3 separate regions of the Zea mays genome follow, and regions 2 and 3 are each linked to region 1. Evidence: chromatin contacts called from public Hi-C data. All regions are on one chromosome and are shown on one strand. The core of a region is the stretch at or near the end of the contact, and the rest is flanking DNA. Distances in the headings are between cores, read along the strand shown. Region 1 holds the start of LOC103650755 (serine/threonine-protein kinase TIO). Region 2 holds the start of LOC100272724. Region 3 holds the start of LOC100279939.

Region 1 (4,927 bases), core at 2,365-4,864:
GGGGCTAGTGAACCACACAATAATATGCCTCGAGATCACCAAGTCGGTGATATACTCAGTTAAGTCGGCTAGTCCAAAATTAACCCTGAAGATTGACATCCATCACCCCAGACAAGCCTGAAGATATTTCTACTAGCCCCTGCATTTATCATCTTGCTCTTGTTCTTCAACATCTCCTCTTGGGCATGGATATCACCTTCCTTCAAAATCATAAAGATAAATTTTAGTTCAACGAAATGTCAATGCACAAGTGTTATGGCAGTAAGTGTTGTATTTGGAAAGTAAAATGAAAATTAGAAGTAAGAGAAGACTGACAAGCATGGAGTACGCCCTTGCGAGTGAGAAAAGAGTTGGATAGAACTCTATAACAGTTAATGCAACTTTCTCTGTTACTTGTGGCACCTGCATTGCATGTATATTCAGTGAGGATAATCTGGCATTCAACTATGGCATCAAATGAAGCAGTTGGCTAACTTTTGTAAAGGTGGCTTATATTGTCATGTAACCTGCATAAGCTGCAGAGCAAATATTTGGCTCACTGTTCTTTTCTGAAGGCAATGACAGTGTCTCTCAAACTCATCATAGGTTGGGCATATACAGGCACTTTTATCAAGTCTGCAGAAATTTGTGCTGTAGTAATCCATTATCGAGAGTGTAAGATAACCATATGTTCTCATGGTATCAGTATACCCATTGGTACGCAGAACATCAAATCCTTCGAAAATCTCAGTGGTAAAGCAGCTGAAAATAAACACATGGCACAACTAAGAGATCACATATATGCTTTCTTAAATACTTTATGTATACACACACCACATATTCATCATAAGGATAATAACAGTAAGACACATAACAAAGAGAAAAAGGTATTACTGTCGAGGCCTAATACTATCGATTCAGGTGAAATGGGCAGTGTTCATACGCTGTTTTTATGCTTGCTGCTGATCCTTTTGAAGTATTTGGATCACCTTCGACAAGATACATAAGCTTCCTTAACCCGCATCTCTACAAGGCACAACAAATGGTTGTATCTCATTGTATTGTTTTTGTTTCTCAAATAAACAAGGACAAAACAATCCGTCTAGGAACAGAGCAATCTATATTTCCATAATTAACCTTTCATCTCTGTCTCATTTTCAGCATTTATCTACAAGTCATCATCAACGTCAACCGTAGGAAAAGTAAAAAACATTGTTTCTTAATAACAGCACTACCTACAATAGTAGCATGACATGCAAAATAAGTTACAGATAATTCTTTGATAGACTATTACATTTTCCATAAAGATAATGATGTTAAAGTTAAACATAAACATGATATTAAATTATTAATCATCATTTTGATTGCTGCATAGGAGAATCATTCACATATTAGAAACAATAGTGACAAAAAGTTACTTTTTAACGTTTAGCTTCCAGCCTTCCACAACTACCGAATGGGATCATCACAAGAAACAAGCAACGGCAGAGACATGGAATATTGAACAATTTAAACTGAAGAAAGAGACAAGTGGGAAATGAACATTTCAGGTTTTAAACAATAACATGTAGTCAATGAAAGTCCAAACAGTACCTGCAGCCTTGTTTTCTGATCTTTGTATCGATTGTCTCTAATTGAACTACCTAAATCTGCAACATTTTTCCTTTCAACAATAAAATCTAGAACATATTCTGTAAAATTTTTTTTATGACGAGCGATCCATATGCCATCACCTACAGGCAAACGTTTAACCTGGATGACAAGGTTTAAACAGAAGAATACGAATCACTTTCTCTGGAAGACAACACAAAAATATCAAAATAAGCATCATAGCCCTTCTTTTATATATGTTCAAAAAGAACAAACACATTTGGTACATCATCAATAGGCTGGTGCTCATGATATTTATAAGCAAGATAGAATCATAAAAGTTGCAAGGTTCCTCATAATTTTAAGAATCTAGAAAATGGTATGTAGAATTGTAGACCACAAAATAATTATTCAGAGACAGTTTACAACTAACCTCTACAGGTACGTTAAACTGCGAGCCAATGTTATCAGCAACCTTTTTTGAAGCAACTTTTCTTGAACAATACCTACACAAAAAAGGTAACAACCATGAGAACAAAATTCTGATATGTCTCGAAATATATAATGCTTATTTTATATTAGTAGGATACGATCATACAAACCCAAAATTCTCACGATCATCCAATATCAGAACAACCTCGTAAGCTTCAAGAAACTCTTCACTTGATTGACGAGGTGGCATAGCCAGTATACAATTGTTCATTGATACAACATCCTTGTCTAGCATATTGAAGTCAGTAGAACCCTGGGACAAAAAAATCAGCATATTGCAATTGAAAGTTGTAAAAGGGACAGTACTGTGCAGCACATGGTTTATCCATAAAAAGAATCAAACATACCGTTTTACCAGATGGTTGCAGCTCCAATGTTCCTTGGGATGAAGAAAACTGAGCATTCTGACAATTTAAGTTGGAAGGAGGTCCCTTGCCTTCAAAAGAAGTATTGGAATTAAATAAAAATCATAATGCTTTTTTTATGAATATTATAGCAAGCATAATGCTACCAAGAGAAGCAGAAGCAGCAGTTTTCTTCTTTGTCACACAGCACTTTGGTACTCTTGTTTTCTTTCCTATTAGAATAAACAACACCATTTCAGATTTCACAGAAAAGATAATTGGTGTGGAAAAGGAAAGATTTTGAAACAGCAGACAGTTAAGCATGAAAATCGTTACCATACTCTCCAGCTACATTACCTTTCGCTGGAGAATCCTGCTTGGACTCTGCAAAGAAGCCTTTCATACAGCGTATGAGCCATGGTCCTACACCACTGCACACAGTGATAGAGTATTAGAAACATCCAGCTATGTAAATCAAAATTATTCAAAAAGTCCAGAACTGTATTACTACCAAATAGTAGGTTGCGTATTTCTTTCATGAAAAAAAAAACTCTAGAATCATAGTGCACATTGCGGCTTGTAGGCTAACAAAAGCTACAGAATTGATTAGCAATGCAAACACAAGTTTCTGATATTAGCCCAAGATATGAAAACAATCCCAATTCCTGAAATGTTACTAAAAACACAGCTTTTTAGATCCGGTTCCTATCCAACTACAGCTCAAAATAAGACAATTCCAATTCCCACCAACAATAACCGCACAAAAAAAATTCAATCGAACTCCTCTCTCAGTGTAGCATTTACCCCAGCAACGGACAAAAAAAGAATGGATTGGAGAGGTAGGAGGAAAGAATTAGTACTTGATTTTGGAGAACTCCTTGAGAGTCCGGATGGGCTCATTGGCGGCGCAGACATTGCGGTAGGCTTTGGCGAACGTGCGGTCCAGGTGCTCCTTGAAACCGGCCGGCTGCTCCCTCATAGACAGCCGCTTCTCGTGGAGGCAGCGAGCCACCTCCTCGTTCTCCGGGATCCGCACCTTGAGCTGCATCAACGCCGGCGCCGGCGCCGCCATCTCTGAGAGGTTTTGGAGCTCGGAGAGGGGGGCTGCTGCTGGATCGGGGGTGCTAGGGTTTGGGGTGGAGGGGTGACCCGTGGCCGTAGCCGTGGCCGGGTGGGGAAGAACAGGTCACCGTTGAAATGGTTCGAAGCTCGAACTGATTTGAATTTTGCGGTCGGGACTCACGATGCATGTGATCTTCGCAAGCTGGCTTGGGCTGGGCTGTCCATCTAGAAGGGCAATCCTTAGTGGGCTTTAGTTCGACTCCAAGCCTGCTCGCCCACTCGTTAATAACCGTTGTTCAAATTTTCTCCCCCGTTCACCCCGCCGCGTGCTCGCTTCTCTCTTCTCTCTTCTCTCTCAGCCGAGCTCCCTCTCTCCGCGATTGGCGACGACTGAGGAGCGGGCAGAATTCAAAAAAAAAAAAAAAAAAGAGTGGGCGACCGCCGCCGCCGCCCAACGCCAGGTGCCCGGGCCGCTTTCGCCAGCAACGAGCACCCACCAGGTACGCCCGCCGTTTTTTCTCCCCTTACTACTGTGCGAAACCGAGCATCCAAATTCCAAACCCTAACGGCTAGTTGTAATCGGATCTGATCTATCTACAAGCATCTTCTGCCGACTAACTTCGATTTTGCAAAGATTATTGCGCCTGCTGGGTACGAGATGGGGATAGAGGATTACCATGTCATCGACCTCGTCGGGGAGGGCTCCTTCGGCAAGGTTTACAAGGGCAGGCGCAAGTACACTCGGCAGGTCAGCGTCTCCCCATCTTCTGTCCTGGGCCCGCTGGATTTGGGCCCATCTGATGATTAGATGAACTCCCTTTGTGTGGTTTCGACTTCATAGAGTTTGTTTTCTCCTGTTTTGCTTCTGTTTCAGACGGTCGCCATGAAGTTCATTCTTAAGCACGGGAAGACCGATAAGGATATCCACAACCTTAGGCAGGAGATTGAGGTAAACCATTTCTATTTCTACATGTACTTCGGGTTTGGGTATTTTGTTGTTATTAAACAAAGAATTGGGAGTGGCTACAAAAATTATAATTCTGATGTGGTGTCCGCTACGATTCGGTTGTGCTTGTCAAATTAGCATTATTAGGCAATGGCGCTCCTTATCTCATTATACCATTTCACTTCTTGATGTCATACACAATTCTGTAGATCCTAAGGAAACTCAAACATGAGAACATAATTGAAATGATCGATGCCTTTGAAACCCCTCAGGAGTTTTGTGTTGTCACAGAGTTTGCTCAGGTACACAAGAACTCAGTTTGATTACCTTGTCCTTTCTCATCTTTGACTGGTTTCAATTGTTTGCAGCTGGCTAACTCTAATGAAAATGCTTGTCTCAGGGAGAACTGTTTGAGGTGCTCGAGGATGATAAATGCCTTCCAGAAGAACAAGTTCAGGCAATTGCTAAGCAGCTGGTATGCACATCGCTCTGGCACCCTGCACAATAGCAGGCC
Region 2 (4,856 bases), core at 1,585-4,084, 270 kb before region 1:
ATTGATGGAGTGCACAAATTAATCTTGTATTGATAGAATGATAGTTTTATGAATTGGCATTTGGATCAGTGTGTTTTGCGTGCAGAAGATGTCCAAGGGATGAGGAGCGAGCCATGGTCGCCGCCAGGCATGAGGAGCAAGCCATCCTTGTTGAGTGCAAGGCATGTCTCCACCTCCATGTGGGAAACGAAAGGACCGGGCCAAGCCACCGGAGGGGAGCGCAAGGGCATGCACATGCCCGGACACACTCCCGACCAAGTCACCAAGAGGGTTGTTTCCATATCCTGTTTTTATATTAATTACAGCATGGTTTCCCTAATTTGTTCTCAGATGTGTTGCAAGTTTCATGTTTTGCTGTTTTTGTTGACACATGTGTGCGATTTGGAAAACACGTGTCTTGTCTTGTGCTTCCCTGCATCGAGAACAATGTAATAGATTATTCACTACCGGAATCCAAGGCTTTACCGAGTGTTGAAATCTTTGCCGAGTGCCTTTTGTCGGGCACTCGGCAAAGAAGGCTTTGCCGAGTGCCGCACTCGGTAAAGCTATACTCTCGGCAACGAGGCTCTTTACCGAGCGCTGGACACTCGGCACAGGTCGACACTCGGCAAAGACTAGTTTACCGAGTGCCAAACACTCGGCAAAGGGGGCTCTCGGCAAAGGGCCGTCAGAGGCCGTCCCAAAGCTGACGGCCGTCAGTATTTGCCGAGAGCCAGCGGCTGGCACTCGGCAAAGAGTATTCTTTGCCGAGTGTCACACATCTAGCGCTCGGCAAAGACCTGTTTGCCGAGTGTCGTCCCTAGACACTCGGCAAAGTATATTTTTATTTTTTTGATTTTGTCTCCCAAACTTTTTGTGTTATGTTCCTACACTATGTAGACCTACATGTATCATTTGTGGACAATTATAACAGAGATTCAATCGTTAGTAGATTTAGTTCGTTTATTTGAATTTCTTCGGAAAATTCAAATTTGAACTGCAGGTCACTCGAAACTTGGAAAACCGTGCATGAAAAAATGATATTCATGGTACTTAGCATAAGTTACGACCGATTTCAGAAGCGTACCGGAAACTTCGAGCAACATGCTCACTAAACATGGCCGTGAACTTCGAGCAACATGCTCACATAACACTCGGCAAACAGCACAGACCTGGGCACCGGCTTAGGTTCTTTGCCGAGTGTTATGTCGCTGGCACTCGGCAAAGAGGTCGGCTTTGCCGAGTGTCGCACAGAACACTCGGCAAAGAGCCTGACATGGGGACCCTCTCTGGCGGGCTCTTTGCCGAGTGCGCCAATTGGCACTCGGCAAAGAAGGCGGCTTTGCCGAGTGCTGCCAGGAAGACACTCGGCAAAGCTATCTTCGTTGCCGAGTGTCACCGTCGACACTCGGCAAAGCCGCCGTCTCCGTCACCCGGCGTCGTAACGGTCGCTTTTCTTTGCCGAGTGCTCCCTGGCACTCGGCAAACATCTGTGCCGAGTGCCCGAGAAAAAGTACTCGGCAAAGAAGTCTTTGCCGATGCACTGTTTGCCGAGTCTTCTTTGCCAAGTGTTACACTCGGCAAAGGCTTTGCCGAGTGTTTTTAAGGCTTCGCCGAGTGCTTCAGGCACTCGGCAAAGCTATTGATTCCGGTAGTGACTATATCTTTTTTGTAATGCCTTTTTATCTACATTTTTTATAACATTTATATCTTACAACAAACCGTAGTATGAATTTTGCGATTTTAATATTTAATTTCCATGGCAAAGTACAAGCACATATGTATATAGTTTTTAAGGTATATTAACCTCTTTAATATTTAAGAGACGCTGACAAGAGCATAGAATGACAATTAATCCTTGTGTATCTTTATATATTTTAATATAACATATTGACTTTGTAGCAACACACGAGTATATACCTAGTGTGATTATAATAACACATGGGATATCTATCTCCCACAGGTTTATCTAGGGGCGGGTCCATTGGGGGGCGAGGAACATTTCCCGACAACGGAGCTAAGACCGACTCCAGCAGTTCACCCAAAGTCTACCCATAAACACTGTTTCACATTATTCTGCATTGTAGATTGCACTATTCGCAGAGTGGAGTTTGAATATGGGTATAGGTAAGCTGCTGGAGATAGTCTAAGATGCGAGCGCGAGGTGGGCGGGCGGGCTATGCAGGGAGCGGAGGATGCAGACAGGAGGGCGGGGATGACACACATCGTGTGGCCGAGGGCGGACGAAAGGTCTACAGTACAGTACGTGCTTAATACTCCCTCCATCCACAAATGTTTGTCGCAATGGTATTCGTGCAAGTCAAACTTTCTTAAGTTTGACTATATTTGTAGAATATATTAGCAATATTTATATCTTCGAATAATTTTACTGCAAAAGTAGATTCAAAGATCTATCTAATAATACCAATTATGTACTATACATATTAATTTTTTTCTTATATAAATGTGGTCAAAGTCTTTGACTCCTCGAAAAGTGAGAATGACAAACTTTTGTGGGTAGAGGGAGTTGGTAATAGAGATTATGAAGAAAAAGAAAAAAATAGGTACCTAAAACTTCGATACACGTATCCGACCTGAATATTTGGTTAGTCTTTGCTCCGTGTCTGACTCAAATTCTAAGCTGTACTACGTATCCATCACGAGTTTAAAAATACCCGAATATATTACAAAAATAAATATTTATATTATCAATATCCGATAAACAACTGATATATTTCACCCGTTTTCACCTCTACGATGGAATCCGCCCCATGGGCACGTGATGTAAACATCTGGGCCACAACGGAGGCCATCTAGCCGACGGTGACATGCCGTCCGACGACCCACCAGATCCACGTGATCTGAGAATAGCAAGAGCCAAGTGGCCAAAAACAAACCTCAGCTGAGGCCATCTTCTCCATCTCCAATTGTGCTACTGTAGGAGCTGCTGCATTCGGGGAGAGACACGCGACCAGTTTGCCGGCACCAACACGGCCTGCTGCTCCGCATTTTGATGACTATTTCTGTCTGAAAACTGTCTCTGTCAGTTGTTCATTCAGGTGCGTCAAATCCCTAGATGATTTGGTGACCAGGGATTTATTTGGAGGGGATCCCTAAGAAAGAAAACCCTTCCTATCCAATTTTGAATAGCAACTGGTTTTCTGGATCCGCTCCAAATCCCAAATCGCTAGTCACCAAAACAGCCCGTAATCTATCCGCTACGCTACGCTCCGCTCCGCATATAGGACTCAGACACTCAGTCTTATTATATTCTGAAAACTATCGCTGCTAGTGAGGGTTGGGGACTCCATACTGTCGCTGCTAGTTGGGGTTGGGAGGCTCTTGATGTGGGCATGAACCTCCCCGTAGTTGCAGTTAGTCCATAGCTGGATTTTATGTGGCAGATGGACTTGCTGGTGGCTATGATTATCTCAACGTTTTTATGATTATTTTTTTGCATAAATGTAATAGGGTAATTAGAAGTAAGTACATAGTCACAACTATAAGGTACTGGCTTACTGCTGATATTTTTGTGCTGAGTGGAAGATATGCATAACAATAGTTTCAACTTTCAAGTATGGGAAAAAGTATAGAACCAAATTAAGCAGTGACAATTGAGATGGTCGCATTGGGGTATCATGAATTTGAGTCGAGTCAGTGAATAATCAGCTGTTTAATCTTGCAAGCAAGAATTGTACTACCTCCGTTCTCAAATATTTGTCGTCAGCTAGCTTATTTTTGAACTAAAACGCGACAAATAGTACTGGTTTTATATCCTGGTTCCGATGGACTGTTGGGCTGTGGAGAAGATACCAGAGCCAATTCACTTTATTCTTTCTTCATTTGATGTTGAGTTATGGCAATTAGGATTTTATTTTTGGGCCGAATGGGCATGCTACCAATTAAGATTTTGTGTCTGCTTGGAGCAATATCCCGATCTTGTGAAAGACTAGTATTGTGCAAAATTTCTCAACACCTTGAAAGCATGAGCACTTTGTAGTTGGCCCTTCCCCCCCCCCCCCCCCCCCCCCCCCCCCCCCCCCCCCCCCCTGGTACTTCTTAATGTGAGTTGGAGCTCCACTGTTAGTGACTTGCAATGCGAACGATTTCAATGTTAATGTTCATTGAATTTAATGGTTCCTGGTCTGATGGTGATAACTTGAGTATCATCATCATCTAGTGAAACTTGGTTTCTCTCTTACCTTACATGTACCATAATTTCTCGCTATTATATTTACTTTAAACTGAGAGACAAGATTTTTTGTTCTCATGTAGGCTGCTGCAGCAAGCAACTGGATGATGGCTTCCAGGCAGTCAGGGAACAATGCACAAGAAGCAGCATCACCATTGGCGAGTCCTCCTCACTCCAACATAGCCAGCATCATCCCTTCGCTGCCCCTCGAGACCAGGTGCCCACCGTTCCCTCTCCGCCGGTACGCCAACTTTTGGGTGCCTGAGGTAATATTGAAGGCAGACCTCCCCGGCATTCATTCCTGCTTCAAGCCGAGACCCACCGACGTGTTCGTCGCAAGCTTCCCCAAGTCTGGCACCACTTGGCTCAAGGCCCTTGCCTTCGCGACGCTGAAGCGTTCCACGCATCCGCCATTGGATGGCGACCATCCGCTGCGTCGTTGCAACCCTCATGACTGTGTCAGGTTCCTCGATGCTAATTTCAACCAGCAGAAGGATGAGTTGGAGGCTCTCCCGTCCCCGCGCGTGCTAGCCACGCACCTCCCCTACTCCCTGCTGCCCGGCAGCATCACCGGGGATAGGGAGCGCTCGGGGTGCCGGATCGTGTATGTCTGCCGGGAACCCAAGGACGCGCTGGTCTCTGCCTGGCTGTTCACGAGGAAGGCGGCGTCGGCGCTGGGGGCTGA
Region 3 (4,675 bases), core at 1,085-3,584, 310 kb after region 1:
TATATGCTGAGAAAACTGGTCCTATGCTATGATGCCATTTCATTACCTCTTCTCTTGACTTCAATTTTATATAGACTATGGAAGTTGAGCAAGTTGCTGCTGGTAGTACCTCAAGGACTGCCATGCGCTGGACCCCTGTGATGTCAGGCTTTATCCTCAGGAAGTTTGCAGACTTGGTCGGGCAAGGAGTAAAAACGGATAAAGGGTTCAAGGAGGTCCATGTCAACTCTGTTGCCAAGGCACTGACTGAATTCAGTGGCCAAGAAGTCACAGGAACCCAGGTCTACAATCATTTGAGGAAGTGGCGTCAAAAATGGATCAGGGTTTGTAGGCTCAAGGACCTAAGCGGTGCTCATTGGGATGAGAATACATTCACAATCATCCTTGATGATGAACACCTGCTGGGCCATACAAAAGACAACCCAAAGGATGCTGAATTCCTCAATGTGCCAATTGAAAACTATGTGCAGATGCAAATTATATTTGGAGCTGGGCAGGCTACTGGCAAGTATGCCATGGCCTCAAATGAGCCCCTTGGCACCATCTCGGATATCACTGAAGGTGCTGGTGCATCTGAAGAACCATGTCTTGTTGGTACTGGTGCTACTGCCTCTGGTTCTGCTGGTGCCAGCCCTTCTCATAGTGGTGCTGGTGCTGGTAAACACCTTGTGAAGATGGAGCCTAAACACCGTGTGCTTTGGCTAAGGCAGCACCTTGCAAAGATTTGAGCAGACCAGTCCTATGTCTATGATGCCAGACCAGTCCTATGTCCAAGCACCTTGCTCGATGCGTAGTACTTTGATATACGCCTAATACTTTGCTCTATGCCTATGACACTGAATCTGGAACTGTGGATGATAATTAATAATTCTGAGACTTTGGTCTGTGATGATTTTATATTTAACTGTTGCCTTTACTTGCCTATGATGATATGTTTTATAATGATGATCAATCAAGGGAGTATGACTTGGTGCTTTGTTTTCCTTGCTCATTTTGTGAATTTTGCCTATGATGAAATATGTTTGACTGATGACCATTCATGGGAGTTTGACTTACTGCTTTGTTTTCCTTGCTCTTGGTTTTATTTTGGGTCAGGCAACCAAACATACTCTATCCTTTAATCTGATTTCTCCATCTGCCCTATGTTTTCCCATGTATGGTCAAATGAGGTGTTTATTCATACAAATCTGAGGCAATTTATTGTATTTACTCTCATGGGTTGATCAAGTGATTGTAATTGATAATAATTTCTGAGGCAATTTATGTGATCTATATAATAATTTCTGCGGAAAACTATACACTGACTGTTTATGGAGTTGTTGACTTCCCTGTTTATGTCCAACCAGTGATGATAACCAGTGACTGTTTATGGTGTTTACACTGACTGTTTATATTGAACACTGACTGTTGATCAAGGGGACACAGTCAGTTTCTGGTATAATTTCTGGTATAGTGATGTTTATGGAGCTTGGTTCTTCTGTTCAAAGTGCTTCTGTGCAAAGTGAACCTAGTTTCTGTGCAAAGTGCTTCTTCTGTTCATCTTGAAGGACCAAGTGTTCAGTTCATCTTGAAAGTCCTGAGCTTGGTTCTTATTTCTGTGCAAAGTGTGTTGGTTCCTGTTCTTATGTTCAGTTCCTGTTTGTTCTTACTGTTCAGTTGTGCAAAGTGGATTCTGACTGTTCAGTTGTGCTCTCCCAGTTTATTCTGTGCAAAGTGTGTGGTGTTCCTGTTTGTTCTGTGCAAAGTGTGTGGTGGTTCAGTTGTGCTCTCCCAGTTTCAGGAGGTGTTCTGTTCATCTTGAAGGACCAAGTGTTCTGTGTGTAATCTGTGCAATCTGTGATAATTTCTGTTGTAATTTTAGTTCAAATCTGTGTAATCTGTGCAATCTGTGATAATTTCTGTTGTAATCTGTGCAATCTGTGATAATTTCTGTTGTAATCTGTGCAATCTGTGATAATTTCTGTTGTAATCTGTGCAATCTGTGATAATTTCTGTGTGTAATCTGTGATTATATTTTTAGTTCAAATCTATTGTAATTTGTGCAATCTGTGATAATTTCTGTGTGTAATCTGTGATTATATTTTTAGTTCAAATCTATTGTAATTTGTGTAGTAGCGTTTAAAATTTTAAAATTTGGCGGGAGCTTCATTGTACAGAAGAAAACTGTCGACAACCCACCTAATTGAGCCAAGCTAAAAAAAAGGGAACCAAACAATGTATAATATGAGCCTGGTTTATTTGGACCAGGCAACCAAACAGTCTTTGTTGGCTCGGTACATCCGGGCTCTTCTGAGCCTGGTCCTCTTACTGGACCAGGCTCAGGCTGGGCCAGACAACCAAACACATCCTACGTCTCCTCATTCACATTCATCCTGTCGGACTGTAGCGCGCACGCCCCGGCCGGATCAGAGAGATGGGCACCGTCGGCGGCGGCGAGCTTCCCGTCGCCGCCCCGGCCGCCGCCGACGCAGACCGGGCGCGGCTGCAGCAGCTGGGGTACAAGCAGGAGCTCAAGCGCGGCCTCTCGTACGTGCGCGCTGCCGGTGCAACGCTCCTCCTCCAGTCTCAGCTCGTTCGTTCGTTCGTTATTTCTTTGCCGCGCCGCCGCTAGCTGCCTCTGCTGATCGAGCTCCTACCCTCTACCTATATATATGTGTATATTTCTAGCGTTGTTTCCAACTTCGCCTTCTCCTTCGCCATCATCTCCGTGCTGACGGGCGTGACGACGACCTACAACACCGGGCTGCGCTACGGCGGGCCGGCGTCCATGACGCTGGGCTGGCTCGTCGTGGCGACCTTCAACGGCTGCGTGGCGCTGTCCATGGCGGAGATCTGCTCCGCCTACCCGACCTCCGGCGGCCTCTACTACTGGAGCGCCAAGCTCGCCGGCAACGAATGGGCTCCACTTGCCTCCTGGGTCACCGGATGGTATGGTACCTTCTTCCTCCTCTTCGCAAACATATATATTTTTTATAGTAATCAAATAGTACTATAGACTACTACAACTTTAGCTCCCTCCGCAATCTCGCGCCAGATAACAACAGACCGTAAGATTCGATTCGTTTCAATAATAATAATAATAATAATAAAACAGCAGCAGATTATCAGATTCAGAAATATCTATCTTTTGAAACTAAAGCGTCTTGTTTAATTCTGTTGTTTTCACCATGATGCCATGGATGACGACATGGCGCGTCTTCCCAATCATGTTTCCAGTAGTCTAATCAAGTTTATCTTCTATACTGTTCTGCAGGTTCAACATCGTGGGGCAGGTATACACAACATTCTCCCTCCAACTTCACAGGATCCAAGAATCTTCTTCTTTCTTTGTTTCCTCCTTTTTCTTTTCTTTTCTTTTTTCTTTTTGCAAAAAGAGGATCAATAACCTTCATCTGCAGATGCAGCTGCAGTGCAGTCATAAGCGTACTAGTGTCATGTCATCTCATCAGGACTCTGATTGATCAAATCGCCGTACGTGCACCCGCAGTGGGCGTGCACCACGAGCGTGGACTTCTCGCTGGCGCAGCTGATCCAGGTGATCATCCTGCTGAGCACCGGTGGGGCCAACGGCGGCGGCTACCTCGCCTCCAAGTACGTCGTGCTTGCCATCTACACCGCCATCCTCGTCGTGCACGGCCTCATCAACAGCCTGCACATCCAGTGGCTCTCCTGGTTCGGACAGCTCGGAGCCTTGTGGAACGTCGCGGGCGTGTTCGTCCTCGTCATCCTGGTCCCGTCGGTTGCCAAGGAGAGGGCGAGCGCCGAGTTCGTCTTCACCCACCTCAACACCGACAACGGCATGGGCATCCACAGCAAGGCCTACATCCTCGCCGTCGGGCTGCTCATGAGCCAGTACTCCAGCATTGGCTACGACACGTCGGCTCACATGGTGACCACTGAACACGCCCGCCCTCGTCTGCATGGACGCCGCTGCGCTGATGTGTCCATCTCAACTGAACGAGCACGGTCGGTCGATTATATATTGCAGACGGAGGAGACGAAGAAGGCGGACTGGAGCGGGCCGATGGGGATCGTGTACTCGGTCGCTCTTTCCAGCGTGTTCGGGTGGGTTTACCTGCTGGCTCTCACGTCGGTGGTCACTGACATCCCGTACCTGCTGGACACCGGCAACGACGCCGGCGGGTACGCCATTGCTCAGGCCCTGTACGACACATTCCGCCGGAGATACGGCACCGGCGCCGGCGGCATCGCCTGCTTAGTCATCATCGCCGTCGCCGTCTTCCTCTGCGGCACCGCCTGCGTCACCAGCAACTCCAGGATGGGCTACGCCTTCTCCAGGGACGGGGCGATGCCGTTCTCGCACCTTTGGTACCGGGTGAACAAGCAGGAGGTGCCCTTCAACGTCGTCTGGCTCTCTGTGTCCGTGGCGTTCGTCATGGCACTCACGGTGTGCATGCATGCGATGCGAAAGCTCTTTCATCTCCTCAGCTTCTCAACTGCTCGCACTACTCACATCTGTGCACATGCAGTCGCTGGGGAGCCAGGTGGCGTTCCAGGCCATGGTGTCCATCGCGACGCTGGGTCTCTACATCGCCTACGCGCTGCCCATCTTCTTCCGCGTGACGACGGCGAGGAAGTCGTTCGTCCCAGGGCCATTTCACCTCGGGAGATGCGGCATCGCTGTCGGCTCGGTGGCCGTGCTATGGGTGGCCCT

The links. Hi-C and Micro-C count contacts between places; a contact is called where the count stands out from the background.
Region 2: a Hi-C map of leaf shows a contact between it and region 1, with 4 times the contacts expected there. The contact joins the promoter of LOC100272724 here to the promoter of LOC103650755 in region 1. A contact is called at or near these places in 2 of 25 Hi-C or Micro-C datasets (both in leaf).
Region 3: a Hi-C map of leaf shows a contact between it and region 1, with 5 times the contacts expected there. The contact joins the promoter of LOC100279939 here to the promoter of LOC103650755 in region 1. A contact is called at or near these places in 3 of 25 Hi-C or Micro-C datasets (ear, leaf and tassel).

Annotation. Positions count from the first base shown.
Region 1 is chr3:153,165,986-153,170,912 of Zm-B73-REFERENCE-NAM-5.0, forward strand. It overlaps LOC103650755 (serine/threonine-protein kinase TIO), which reads left to right and starts at 3,615. Exons shown (of 23, transcript XM_008676326.4): 1 at 3,615-3,967; 2 at 4,102-4,215; 3 at 4,342-4,416; 4 at 4,623-4,715; 5 at 4,814-4,888. The coding sequence starts at 4,126. LOC103650756 (crossover junction endonuclease MUS81) reads right to left here and starts at 3,664. Exons shown (of 11, transcript XM_008676327.3): 1 at 3,266-3,664; 2 at 2,763-2,836; 3 at 2,573-2,638; 4 at 2,409-2,497; 5 at 2,172-2,314; 6 at 2,003-2,075; 7 at 1,573-1,731; 8 at 923-1,005; 9 at 507-741; 10 at 316-402; 11 at 1-200. The coding sequence starts at 3,477. The coding sequence ends at 69.
Region 2 is chr3:152,891,899-152,896,754 of Zm-B73-REFERENCE-NAM-5.0, forward strand. LOC100272724 reads left to right here and starts at 2,835. Exons shown (of 2, transcript NM_001147177.1): 1 at 2,835-3,038; 2 at 4,255-4,856. The coding sequence starts at 4,276.
Region 3 is chr3:153,477,265-153,481,939 of Zm-B73-REFERENCE-NAM-5.0, forward strand. LOC100279939 reads left to right here and starts at 2,335. Exons shown (of 6, transcript NM_001320481.1): 1 at 2,335-2,526; 2 at 2,668-2,928; 3 at 3,254-3,272; 4 at 3,488-3,889; 5 at 3,989-4,408; 6 at 4,491-4,675. The coding sequence starts at 2,414.